Linked DNA regions of Sus scrofa: region 1 is linked to region 2. The links are chromatin contacts, called in public Hi-C maps. All regions are on one chromosome and are shown on one strand. The core of a region is the stretch at or near the end of the contact, and the rest is flanking DNA. Distances in the headings are between cores, read along the strand shown.

Region 1 (5,879 bases), core at 1,845-4,344, 110 kb before region 2:
GCCGGGGGGTTCCAGGAGTGCTTCTGCAGGAGGCAAAACTCCTAGGCTGGACCTTCACAAGTGGGCAGACTGGGGCAGCTGGGAAGGAAGGGAGAGGACCTTCTCCAGGGGCGGCAGCAGCATGAGCAGGGCCCGGAGGGACCCTGGCTTCCCAGACGGAGGCAGGAAGGGCATCTGGGTGGCTGAGATGAGGGCACTGAACACAGAGGCATCTGACCAACTTTTAAGAGGCATAAAGGAGATGCACTGGAAGGCTGGGTTTTTCTTTACTTGAGAGTGGGTGTGTGTGTGTGGTGTACGTGGTGTGTATGTGGGGGGGGAGGTGTGGTGAGGGGGTGAAAAGAGTGATGTCCTGGTGGAGAAACCTGACAGGTTCAGCCTCAGCCAGGTGACCACAGGTCGGCACAGCAGCCATAAGCCACGTGGACACTACTGCCCTCATTACAACGTTACAAAAATGACATCTTAACTCTGTGAACTTCCACGCAATTTTGCTGGGAAACCAAGTCTGCTCTGAAAAAAATACAGTCTAGGAGTTCCTGTCGTGGCACAGCGGAAACGAATCCGACTAGGAACCGTGAGGTTGTGGGTTCGATCCCTGGCCTCGCTCAGTGGGTTAAGGATCCGGTGTTGCCGTGAGCTGTGGTGTAGGTTGCAGATGCGGTTTGGATCTGGCGTTGCTGTGGCTCTGGGTAGGCCGGTGGCTACAGCTCCGACTGGACCCCTAGCCTGGGAACCTCCATATGCTGCAGGAGCAGCCCTAGAAAATACCAAAAAAAAAAAAAAAAAAAGGATGTCCTATCCATGAAAAAAAACTGTCCTGAGTTGGCAGTAAGAGCTGACAGAGTCCTCACAAGATGGCAGGCCTATATGAGGACCTTTGCAATGACATGCATGGAACTGCTGTCGGGAGCATCCTGATAAATACTGACCATCATCCCCTCCACCGAAATTCCTTACTCACCCTCCGTGCTGGAGTTTTGCTTTTGTTTTAATCATGCGAAGAGAAGGAAGGAGGCTGGCAGGACATATACACGATTGAGTCCAGTCAGGGAGAGGCTACGATCCACCATGACAGTGGCAATGCGAAGGAACAGGCACAGTGCCATCGGCGGAGACCTTCCCAGCACAAAGGGCAGTTTTGTGTCAAGGGAGGCTATTACGTCTTAAATGAGAGCTATTTAGCTCTGATATTTCACTTAGGATGCCACCTTTAGTAGGCAAATCCAGGAGGATCTAATGTTTCCAGTTATTCTGTTGAATTTCTGCCCCCAACCAGAACCAGAATATAAGCAAACAACCAAACATATTTCCAGAGGTCATGTTATTCTAGAGGTCCCTGGGCTTCTCCTTTGCCTCAGAGGTCAGTCTACATTACTTTCGACTTTAACCTGTTGGACAAGATCTATCATAAGGTTCATTTATTTCCTGAATGGTAAAAGATGGAAACAGAACTGCCCTGGAGGCCCAGAGGAAACGAATCCGACTAGGATCCATGAGGATGAGGGTTCGATCCCTGGTCTCAGATGTGGTTTGGATCCTGTGTTGCTATGGCTGTGGCGTAGGCTGGCTGCTGCAGCTCTGATTGGACCCCTAGCCTGGGAACCTCTATATGCCGCAGGTGTGGCCCTAGAAAGCCAAAAAGAAAAAGATAAAGAAAGAAAACTGCTCTTTGAGCCAGCTCTAAAAGCAAAAAGTTTAGTAGAAAGAAAAAGAGAAAGAGAACTGCCCTTTGAGCCAGCTCCAAGAGCAAAAAGGATTAGTGCCACCAGATAAGCAGACTTCAGTGGCAGGCAGGCATCTGGGGGACCTAAGCGCCCCTACCCAAGACAGGGCTTGTAGCCACGCCTGGAATCTCCCGGAAGGACTTGGGACTCTCACAGATGTGGGCCCATGATCCTCCCCCTTCTGCTCTCCAAAATTTCAATATTTGCCACCCTCCACACCCGTGGTTAAAATTCAGGAGTCAACCAAGAGTGAGAACGCCAAGTTATCACAAAGCCTGGCACATCCTCATTCCAGTACCCACTTTTACTCAAATTCTTTTGTTCATCAAACCCAGGATGTCCCAAAAGGAAACTGCCCAGTTCCGGGGCTGTTTCAGCTGAGGCACTGGAAGGTCCGCCCCCGCCAACTCCCGCCGCCAAAAGGCCTGAGTCAGCTCCGGGTAATGAGCCAGCAGGGTCAGGGCCGCCCTAGAGCAGAACAAAGCGGCTCTCCGCCAGGGCCCAGCCTACGTCCAGGACAGTGACAGTTCTAACTTCAGTTCGTGATTGGGAGGATGTGGTGACTTCCTGGGAAGCCCTGGACTAGAGACAGTGGTGCCCTAAGAGCGGTGGGGGGAGGAGGGTTCATCTGGATGAGGAGGGGGCAGAGGTGTGGTGGGGCGGTGGAAGGGGATGGGGCGTCTGAGCCGGGAGGAGGGGCCGGAGCGGGACGGGGGCACTCACCCCTGGTCCTTCACCCACGCGGTAGGTGAGCTGCACCTGCATGTGCTCGCCGGCGCTGCAGGGCTGCGGGAAGCGCACACAGAGGGCCTGGCCGTAGTGCGAGAAGGGCTGTGTGCACACCGGCACCGGCTCTGGCTCCGGCTCCGGCTGCCCCGGGCCCGGCTGCCCTCGCCGCAGCACCGCCGCCGTCACCTCCAAGCACGGGTGCGAGTCCAGCCGCAGCTCCGCGGCGCCGCCGGGCTCCAGGCAGCGCAGCTCTAGCACCGCCGAGCCGCTCAGCCCGCGGCTGCCCGGCCCGGGCCCTGGTGGCCCGAACTCGGCCCGCAGGTCCAGGTGCAAGTGCAGCAACTCGAAGGCGCGGAAGTTGGAGGCCGACGCCACATCCTCCGCCTGCGCGGAGCGCAGCACCCGCCTGCCGGCCCCAGGCCCGCTGCCCGCCATGCCTCTCCGCCGCCTTGCCGGGCCCGCCACAGAACCCGGAACCCGGCGTGGCCACGCCCCCAAACGCCCTGCCTCTCGCCCGGTACCCCGATACTACCGCATCCCATCCGGCCGCTGGCCTGGCCCGGCCCGGCCCCGCCCCGACGCTCCCGGTGGGTTGGGATCCCCAAGGCCTCCGCTCACCCGGGTAGGCCCCGCCCCTATGACCACGCCCCGGAAGCTGTCTTGGTCACGCCCCCTTCTTGAGGCCTCTTCTCCCCCCCCCAATCTGCACAGCTGGGACGCCAATTTGATCCATCTTCTCCCAAATTCATCCCACCCCACCGGGATGTTCCCCAGTCCCTTCTGTACTGAGGTTTCCCGTGTCCTACTCCTCCAGGCAGGTCGCACTGAGCCCGGATTGCAGGGGACTTGGTTGGAGATCGCACTCCTGGCGCTCGAATTGTTAGGGCCCGGTCGTGTTGGGCAAACCGCCTCCAAGAAAGGAGGCTCTTTCCGCATCTCTCTGTGCACCTGTAAAACAGAGGAATTATACCCGTCTCTCGAGCTGGAAGAACTTAATCGGAAACAGCACAGAATGCCACAGCCTATGGAGGTCCTCCTGGCACTGGGCACAGGGCTCCTTCTGTCCTTCCCCAAGGGTGGGGACAAGCACAGCACCCTTAAGGTGCGGCGGGCGGTGTGCCCTTCTGTCAGCCAGGATACCCCACTTCATGCTGTGCCCCTTCTCTGTACCAGTGGTTGCGGTCCCCTTTCTGTGAGGCGGAACCGGTCCATGGTGAGATTTTTACCGATCAGCTAGGAAATGAGATTTTAAAAGCGACACCGTGGGGAGTTTCTCATAAAAGGAAACAGTATCCTAGCACAGGGGTCCTACTTTTACGGAGTTGACATACCTTTTACTAAATGTGTGTTTCACTCACAAGAGAGCTTCCAAACACGCGGCAAAAACTGAAAGGAAAAATAGGCAAATCCACAACTACAGCTGGACATTAAACACTCATCTCTCAGCAGTTAATTGAACCACTAGACAGAAAATCAATAAGGATATATAAGGTCTGAACAACACTATCAATCACCTAGACCTTACTGGCTTTTATAGAATATCAGCATACATGCTCCTCTCAAGGTCACAAGGAACATTCACCAAATAGACCATAATCTGGGCCATAAAATAAACCTGTTGTGAAAAGCAAATTTGCTTTTCACAGAGCTATGGCTGAACAATTCTGGAATTGCACTGTAGATAATTAGGATTGAACAAATAAGTACATTATTGTAGATAAAGAGAACCAGGGTTCCTATTTGTAAGCTGCAGTTACAAATAGGAAAGAAAGGGATAGAATGAACCCTGTGCTGCTGGACTAGATAGAGCTAGAGGGCCTGGTGGTTTCTGTTTTATATGCACATGGATGGACGCAGAAGTGTAGTGCATGGGTTAGTATATTACATACATTCCTTGGCATGATCCCCTGGAAAAACGAGCAGCACTGACACCCCAGTAGCAATGAGTGTACCCAACACCCAGATTTTGGATTCCAAATGCTATTCTCCATCAGAAGGAAGTAGGGCTCCTTGGAGAAAATAGAAGACAAGCCTGGGGCTCAGCGGAAACTGAAATCTGACCAGTATCCATGAGAATGCAGGTTTGATCCCTGGCCTCTCTCAGTGGGTTGAGGAGCCGGCATTGCCTTGAGCTGTGGTGTAGGCCAGCAGCTACAGATCCAATTTGACCCCTAGCCTGGGAACCTCCATGTGCTGTGGGTGCAGCCCTAAAAAGACAAAAAAAGAAAAAAGAAAATGAGCCTGGAGCATCTTATGATGCTTGGAAGTGATAAAGTACTAAAAGAAAAAAAAACAAACAATAACAAAAAGCGATGTTGAAACGGCATAGGAGCTAAACCAAAAGAGCTCCCGGTAGCCAAAGTTAGAACCATGTGAGTAAATAAACAACAGAATTGGATTACAGCCCCCAAATAACATGAATACCAGTGAGTCCTTGCCAATAAGTAACTGAATAAACAAATAAATAAACGAGGGAAAAGAGACTTCTCTTCTTTAGAAGAGAATTCTGAATAATACAGGAGGAAGGAATGAGAAACACGGGAAGTCACTGTTAGAATGCCAGTGCCAAAATTAGCAGGCAAAAGTGTAAGCAAAAACATATTTGCCTCATTTCAAAGTATCTCCCCCCAGATAGTTACTCACTACAAGGAGGAAAGCAGTCATTTTACGGCGGACGAAGCCAGCAGCCCTCACCAGAATCGAGGGATCAGAAGGTCACTGTCACCAGCAGTCCTACACAGACACCACCTACCCTTGACCTGATGATGAGAGGAGGGTGAAGGCACAACCTTATGAGAAAACAGCAGACAAACCCAAACCAAGGGCTTCTTCAAAATAAGTCTCTACTCTGCGTGAGTATGAAGGTCAGACAGGGAAACTGAGGAACCATCCAGGTCAGAGAAGACGGTACAGCTCTGGAAGGTAGAAGCTCGTATTAGATCCTGCAACAGGGAAAGACATCCCAGGGAAAACTGGCGCCATCCAAATGAGGTGTGTGGTTTAGCTGATGGAACCGACCCGAACGTTTTATTCAAATAACCACTATTTAAGATGTTCCCAGGGAGTTCCCGTCATGGTGCAGTGGTTAACGAATCCGACTAGGAACCATGAGGTTGCGGGTTCGGTCCCTGCCCTTGCTCAGTGGGTTAAGGATCCGGCGTTGCCGTGAGCTATGGTGTAGGTCGCAGACGCGGCTCGGATCCCGAGTTGCTGTGGCTCTGGCCCAGGAGGGGGAGCCGGGTGGAAGGTATACTGAACTTGATTTTTGCAGTTTTTCTACAAAGCTACAATTATCTCAAAACGATGAATTAAAAATACAAAGGAGTTCCCTGGTGGCCCAGTACATTGAGGATCCAGCATTGTCACAGCTGTGGCTCTGGTTTCAGCTATGGTGTGGGTGCAAACTCTGGCCTGGAAACTTCT
Region 2 (5,761 bases), core at 1,499-3,998:
CCAGAATCTGGTCAGAGTAGGTCACCCTCGCCTGTCTGTCCGCTGAACAGGCAGCTGATAACTGACCTGTGTCTTTCCCCCAAAAAAAACCAAATTAGAGATTGTTCCACATAATCTCCAAGACCAGGGGTCAGCACCTGACAGCTGAGGAGGTAGCACACCCGTGTCTGTCAAGGGAACGTACTGGTTAATCTTAAGGATCAGTTGGGACCAATCTCATCTGTAAGGTAACGAGAAATGGCTCGTGAAGACAGTATGGCAAGTTCCTGTGTAGGGCAGTGGGATGAGGATCTGGTGTTGCCACAGCTGGAGCACAGGCTGCAGCTGCGGTACAGGTTCAATCTCTGGCCCAGGAACTGCCACATGCCACAACAGCAGCCAAAAAATCCCCACGGTTATTCGAGAGGACAGAGGGACTGTAAACAAGCAGATTTGGCTGTCATCCAACCTTGGGCTTCATGAAACCAAAAAAGGATCAAAAGAACACAAATAGTAATAGACACCAACTCCCAGATGTCTTGTTAACTTCAAGTGTGAAGGAAGTGTGCTTCCTAGGACCAGAAAGCAAGGTTTCTTCTACTGGATAAAACTCAAATGTGAAGCAACTCCAAACAGTGGAAAAGGTTCATTCATTTGCAAGAATGGCTTCTGACCTTGGCCGGCAGGGCGTACCAACAGAGCAACACCCTGCCAGTTTCATCGGGCCAGGCGACTGGCTAAGCCTGGCCAGGAAGCCAGCTGCTTTATTTCCACAAAAGGAGGGCAATGATTAGCAAAGAAGCCCACCACGCTAAGGAGATGCATGAGATTCAAACGGACTACAACAGAGGAGGTACCCAGGACTTAATGGGCAAAGACAATCTGTTAAAGGCCACAAGAGGAACAGAGAAAAGCAAGGTACTGAATCTGAGGAATGGATCGCCATTCTCCATCTCAAAGAGAGGTTACCGAAAGGCATGAATTTCTACAGTTTTTATTTATTTTTTATTTTATTTTTTTGCTTTATGGCCACACCTACAGCATATGGAGGTTCCCAGGCTAGGGGTCAAATCGGAGCTACAGCTGCCGGCCTGCACCACAGCTCATGGCAATGCTGTGATCCCTGACCCACTGGGAGAGGCCAGGGATCGAACCTGCATCCTCATGGATACTAGCTAGATTCATTTCCGCTGCACCACAATGGGAACACCCAGTTTTTAAATAAAAAGAAGGAATTAGGCTATTTAGAAACACAAACCACCTCCAAAGGGTCCCAAATACCACATTCAACTCCAAAAACTTGATTCAACCTTGCAGGTCATACCCTAAACCTTCAACTTTATGCAAGCAATAACTTGAATGTGATGAGGTTCCTCTGCTTTGTCACTTCATACTCAAGGGAGACAGATTGTGAATAAAGGAATTTTACCCAGGAGGCTATAATAACTCCCACAGATCAACCTATGCATGGCTCCCAGAGAGCTTTCTTCTATCCCGAGGTTGCTCCTCTTGCAGTGTCTGACATTTTCCAGAACAATGACAGCTCCAACTAGGCCTTCAAAAACCGGGTCCCTAACCTGTTGGATCCCAAATCTCTAAGTATTTCCAAGAGAAGTGACTTAGTTTTCAATGGTGCTCCATGTCGTGGGAGGACGTTACATTTAAAGGAAAGCTGTTTTAAGTCTTTTTCAACAAAAACCCTAAGTCCAGTAGGAGGGCCACTGCGAGGTTCTGAGAGTGCCTGGTCAGACCACCGGCAATTTGAGTGCTGGTGGAACCTCCCTGCTGAGCTGGGGGAGCGGAGCCCCGACGGACCAGACGCATTTCTGACATAAAGCCCGAGAGGATTTCTCTCCTCTGGGTTCAGGATCAAACTGCCCGTGTAGCAAGGCTCCCCCGGGCCTGGGGAAGGCCCGCTGGGCAGGAACTGACAGGCGACCTCAAGCCAGAGGCTCGTTCTTTCCTCCATCATTCTCAAGCCTATACTAGGAGGATGCGGACAAAGACTCAAAGACAAAGGATGATCAGCTTCCCCGAGCAGTGCCAACCACTCCGAAAAGCCCCGGGGAGCGCGCGGGAGGGGAGGCGGCCGCACAGGCGTCTGACTGATTCCCGGGGAGGCGCGCGGAGGCGCGGTCCCGCCAGGTCTCCGGCCCACGGCCGCGGCCTCAACCCCGCCGCCCGCTCGCCCAGCCCCGCGCTCCCGGCCGAGAGCGAGCCCGGGCCCGCGCTCAGCGCGCCTGCCCCGGACCCTCCGCGCCGCCGCCCAGGGTCCTCCCGGAGCCTCCCTCCCTGGACCCTCCCTCCGTGGGGCCCTCCCTCCGGGACCCTCCCGCCCCGGATCCTCCCTCCCCGGCCGGCCTCTCCAGGACCCTCCACGCCGCCGCCCAGGCGCCTCCCTCCCGGGGGGACCTTCCCTCCCGGGAGAACCCTCCTTCCCCACCGGCCTCCCTGACTAGCCTCCCCAGGACCCTCCCTCCCCAGCCTGCGGTCAGCGCGGCCCAGGTCAGCCGCCCTCGCGACGACCCGCCTCACTCACCCTCTGTCACCTCCAGCACTTTGATCTGCTCCTCGGCGGCCGCCCGCACTTCCTGCACCGGAGACAGGATCCCGGTGAGCGTATCCACCAGCGCCTCTTTCAGCCCTTGGGCCACCGGCCCCGGCAGCCCCGAGGCCGCGCCAGCCGCCGCCGCCGCCGCCATCTTTCTCCCGCCGCGCGCCAGCCCCGCGGCCCGACCCGCCGCCGCCGGACGGCTCCCGCGCGCGGCCAATCCGCGAAGCCGCGCCTGCGCACAGGCCGGGCGGGCGCGCGAGGGGCGGGGCAGCGGCATGAGCCTCCCGAGACAGCGCCGCCTGCGGTGGAGACAAGAACTGCAGCGCCTCAGCGGGAAGCCTGTCGAGTGAGCCCCCGCGAGGTGCGGGCTCCCCGACGGCCGCAGACAGCGCGTGGGCAGCCTTGGCCGCAGCTCAGGCCAAGACCTGTACCTCCTCTTGCACGGATCCTTTCGGGGTGAGATGCTGCGTTAGGAGAGGGTGGGATGGGAATGAGTGGACAAGGCTTTAGGGAGGGGGTTGGAAGCCGACCTCTTTCCCCCCACAACTAATGAGTCTCTTAATCTCAGATCCTTAAGCGACTGAGCGAGGCCCGGATGGAACATGCATCCTCAGAGAGACCATGTTGGGTCCTTAACCCACTGAGCCACCACAGGGAACTCATCGCAGTTTCAGGAATCCAAAGGGCAGGGAAAGAATCTGAAGTGGGCTGGGCAGAGGGGAGCGGTCATCTTGCAGAGGCCGGGTCCATGGTTTTTCCAGCCAGGTGAGCCTAACCTCATGGTCAGATAGTCGCTGGCCAGGAGAGAGACCTGCGTCGGTAAGGCTGTCCCCTCCAGAGAAAGTACTTATCTGACTATTGGAGAATAAGTCCCATGTGCTGAGAAAGTGTAAATTTTTTCTCCAGGTGAGTTACCACTGGACCTTTAAAGGGTGGAGAGTGAATGCAATGCTTGCCGTGGTAGAAGGATGGTACCATTGTTGGGGTGGGAGGTTCAGACCAAACAGGACAGATGTTTCATAATAAGCTGTTCAGGTTGAATGCCTTAAAATGGTTTCTAGGGATCATGACTTGTTCCTAAGTGGCAAAGAGGACCAGGTAGCCACTCTTAGCCCAGTTCTAAGACCGTGGATGCTAAGCTGTCAACAATCAGGGATCAGGTCACTTCATCTGAGTATTCTTCTGAAAGAATGATTCCTCTCGTGTTTGTCTGTACGTGCAGTATACAAAAGTTCCTGGGCCAGGGGTCAAAAATCTGAGCCACAGCAGTGACAGTGCTGGCTCCTTAACCTGCTAGGCCACCAGGGAACTTTTCCTTGATTGCTTATTTCAGGGAGAGCTCTGAACTATTTGCCACCTCCCTGATAGAGGGCAGAGCTGGGTTGGGTCCCCATAGCAGTTTCCTAGGGGAAAGATTGCCTCCTGGACCCCAAAGTTTCACAGTGGGGAAGAGTAGGATTTGTCATTTTCCTTCTTTGAGTGGCCAGGAGAAGCAGAACTCCATTAGAATGAACAGCCTCTTTTCTCCTAGGTTGATTCACTTTTCCCCCAGGTCCAGAAGGTGGTATGTTTTCTAACACCATGGCCATGAAGGAAGGACTTCTGGGCTGGATGTTTTGCATTCTGGTGAAGGATGCTGGGTCTGTGCAGGCAAGACCCTCCCCCCCACACACACAAACATACCCACAACCAAAGGGGCCCAGAGACTCCTGCTTAGGGTTGGAGGGTCAGCCATCAACAGGCAGGTGGGTCTCACCTCTGGATTAGCCAAATGATCTTCCAGAGCAAGGAAAGGCCAAAAGACCAGTAGAGACAGACACCAGAGAGGGAGTGAGAGAGTGCCAGCAGACAACACAGGAGATAACTTTATTGAAATGCAATGGCGTTGAACAGGTGACTCTGGCTGGGGAGACACATGCCTGGTGGACAGAGAGCCTCGACGAGGGGCCTTTGGCAGTGACGGGAGAAAGGCTTCTTCCGCTGGCCCTGGCATGGATTTAAGGATCAGCCAATTTCTTGTTCAGGCAAATCACCGAGGGGGCGGCCCAGTTCTTTGATGATGGTTACAGCAACTGTGTACAACGGCTCGCTTTCTCCACGCTGGGTGTCAAGGGGAAGGGCCCGTGGTACAAAACCGAAACACACAGACACAACACACAGATCCTGGTTTGGGGCTTTGCGCCCAATAAATTAAAAAATATATATATATTGCAAAGATTCCTGCCTGCCTTCCACCGGAGGACCGGCGGGCCTTCGGAAACAAAGCCACCATCACACAGACAGCACTGCCAGAAGCAGGATGGGTGGGAGGGAGAAGGAAAGGAATCCAGCAGGGGTTGGAATTCCTTTAAGAAAAAGATGGTTCTGTTGAAAGAAACCAAAACAGAAAAGGAGGAGGAAGTGGGAGGCGCCTGCACCGCAGTGGCCCAGAGACCGGGGAGGGGCGAGCTCCCTCTCCTGGTCTTCGTCCAGGAGGCACAGCAGGGACATCCCGTGGGAGGCCGGGGGCAGCGGCGAGGGGTATTTTAGGGCAGCTGTTTGCTCGCCTTCCTCTGGCTCTAGTCCTTCTCCAGGTCCTGGGTCCCCAGTTCAGGATGCCCACTACCAGATGTCCCTTCGTCCTCTGCCCACAAGGGCCCTCAAGGGAAAAAGGACAAAATGAAACAAAACCAGTCAGTCATGCCTCATCTCCCCACGGCCCCACCAGCGGGAGTCTGTGAGTTTGGAAAGACAGGAAGCTCCTTTCAGATTGTTTTAAGATCTTATTCCATCGCTATTAGCATTTGTGTGGCCAAGTCCTGGTGGAGGGAAAGGAGGTTCTGGCAGGTTCTAGGACCCCAGCAGTGCTCTTTAGAACTCAAACAAGGGCCAGGGATGCTGCTAAGAGAACGGGCTGTCACAGAAATACCAATCGGGTTTTTTTTTTTTTTAGTTGCAATTTTTAAAAAATCAAAGTATAATTGATACACAGTGCTGGGCCAATTCCTGCTGTACCCAATCAGACTTTTTAACTCTTGGCATCCTAATACGAAAGTGGCAAAAGGCTCATCAGCATAGACCTGTCATCTAGAAGAGGACCTGGAGGAGACCTTGTTCTGCCTTCTCCCCGTAAGCCTATAGCCTGCCAAGGAGGAGTTTCAGAGCCATGCCATCTTCCTCCGTATGTTGGACTAGGAGGTGCAGACATGCCGCTAAGGTCTGCCCAAAGGCACACATACCTTTTCTTTC

Evidence for each region. A called contact is a pair of places that touch in the nucleus more often than the background predicts.
Region 1: a Hi-C map of embryonic fibroblasts shows a contact between it and region 2, with 4 times the contacts expected there. The contact joins the promoter of RNPEP here to the promoter of IPO9 in region 2. A contact is called at or near these places in 3 of 5 promoter capture datasets (fetal liver, fetal skeletal muscle and liver), 20 of 47 Hi-C or Micro-C datasets (alveolar macrophages, brain, embryonic fibroblasts and 12 more) and 2 of 2 datasets of contacts at active chromatin or transcription factors (alveolar macrophages and skeletal muscle).

Annotation. Positions count from the first base shown.
Region 1 is chr10:24,215,359-24,221,237 of Sscrofa11.1, reverse strand. RNPEP (aminopeptidase B) reads right to left here and starts at 3,094. Exons shown (of 11, transcript XM_021064527.1): 1 at 2,451-3,094. The coding sequence starts at 2,891.
Region 2 is chr10:24,107,113-24,112,873 of Sscrofa11.1, reverse strand. IPO9 (importin-9) reads right to left here and starts at 2,748. Exons shown (of 24, transcript XM_021064520.1): 1 at 2,519-2,748. The coding sequence starts at 2,681.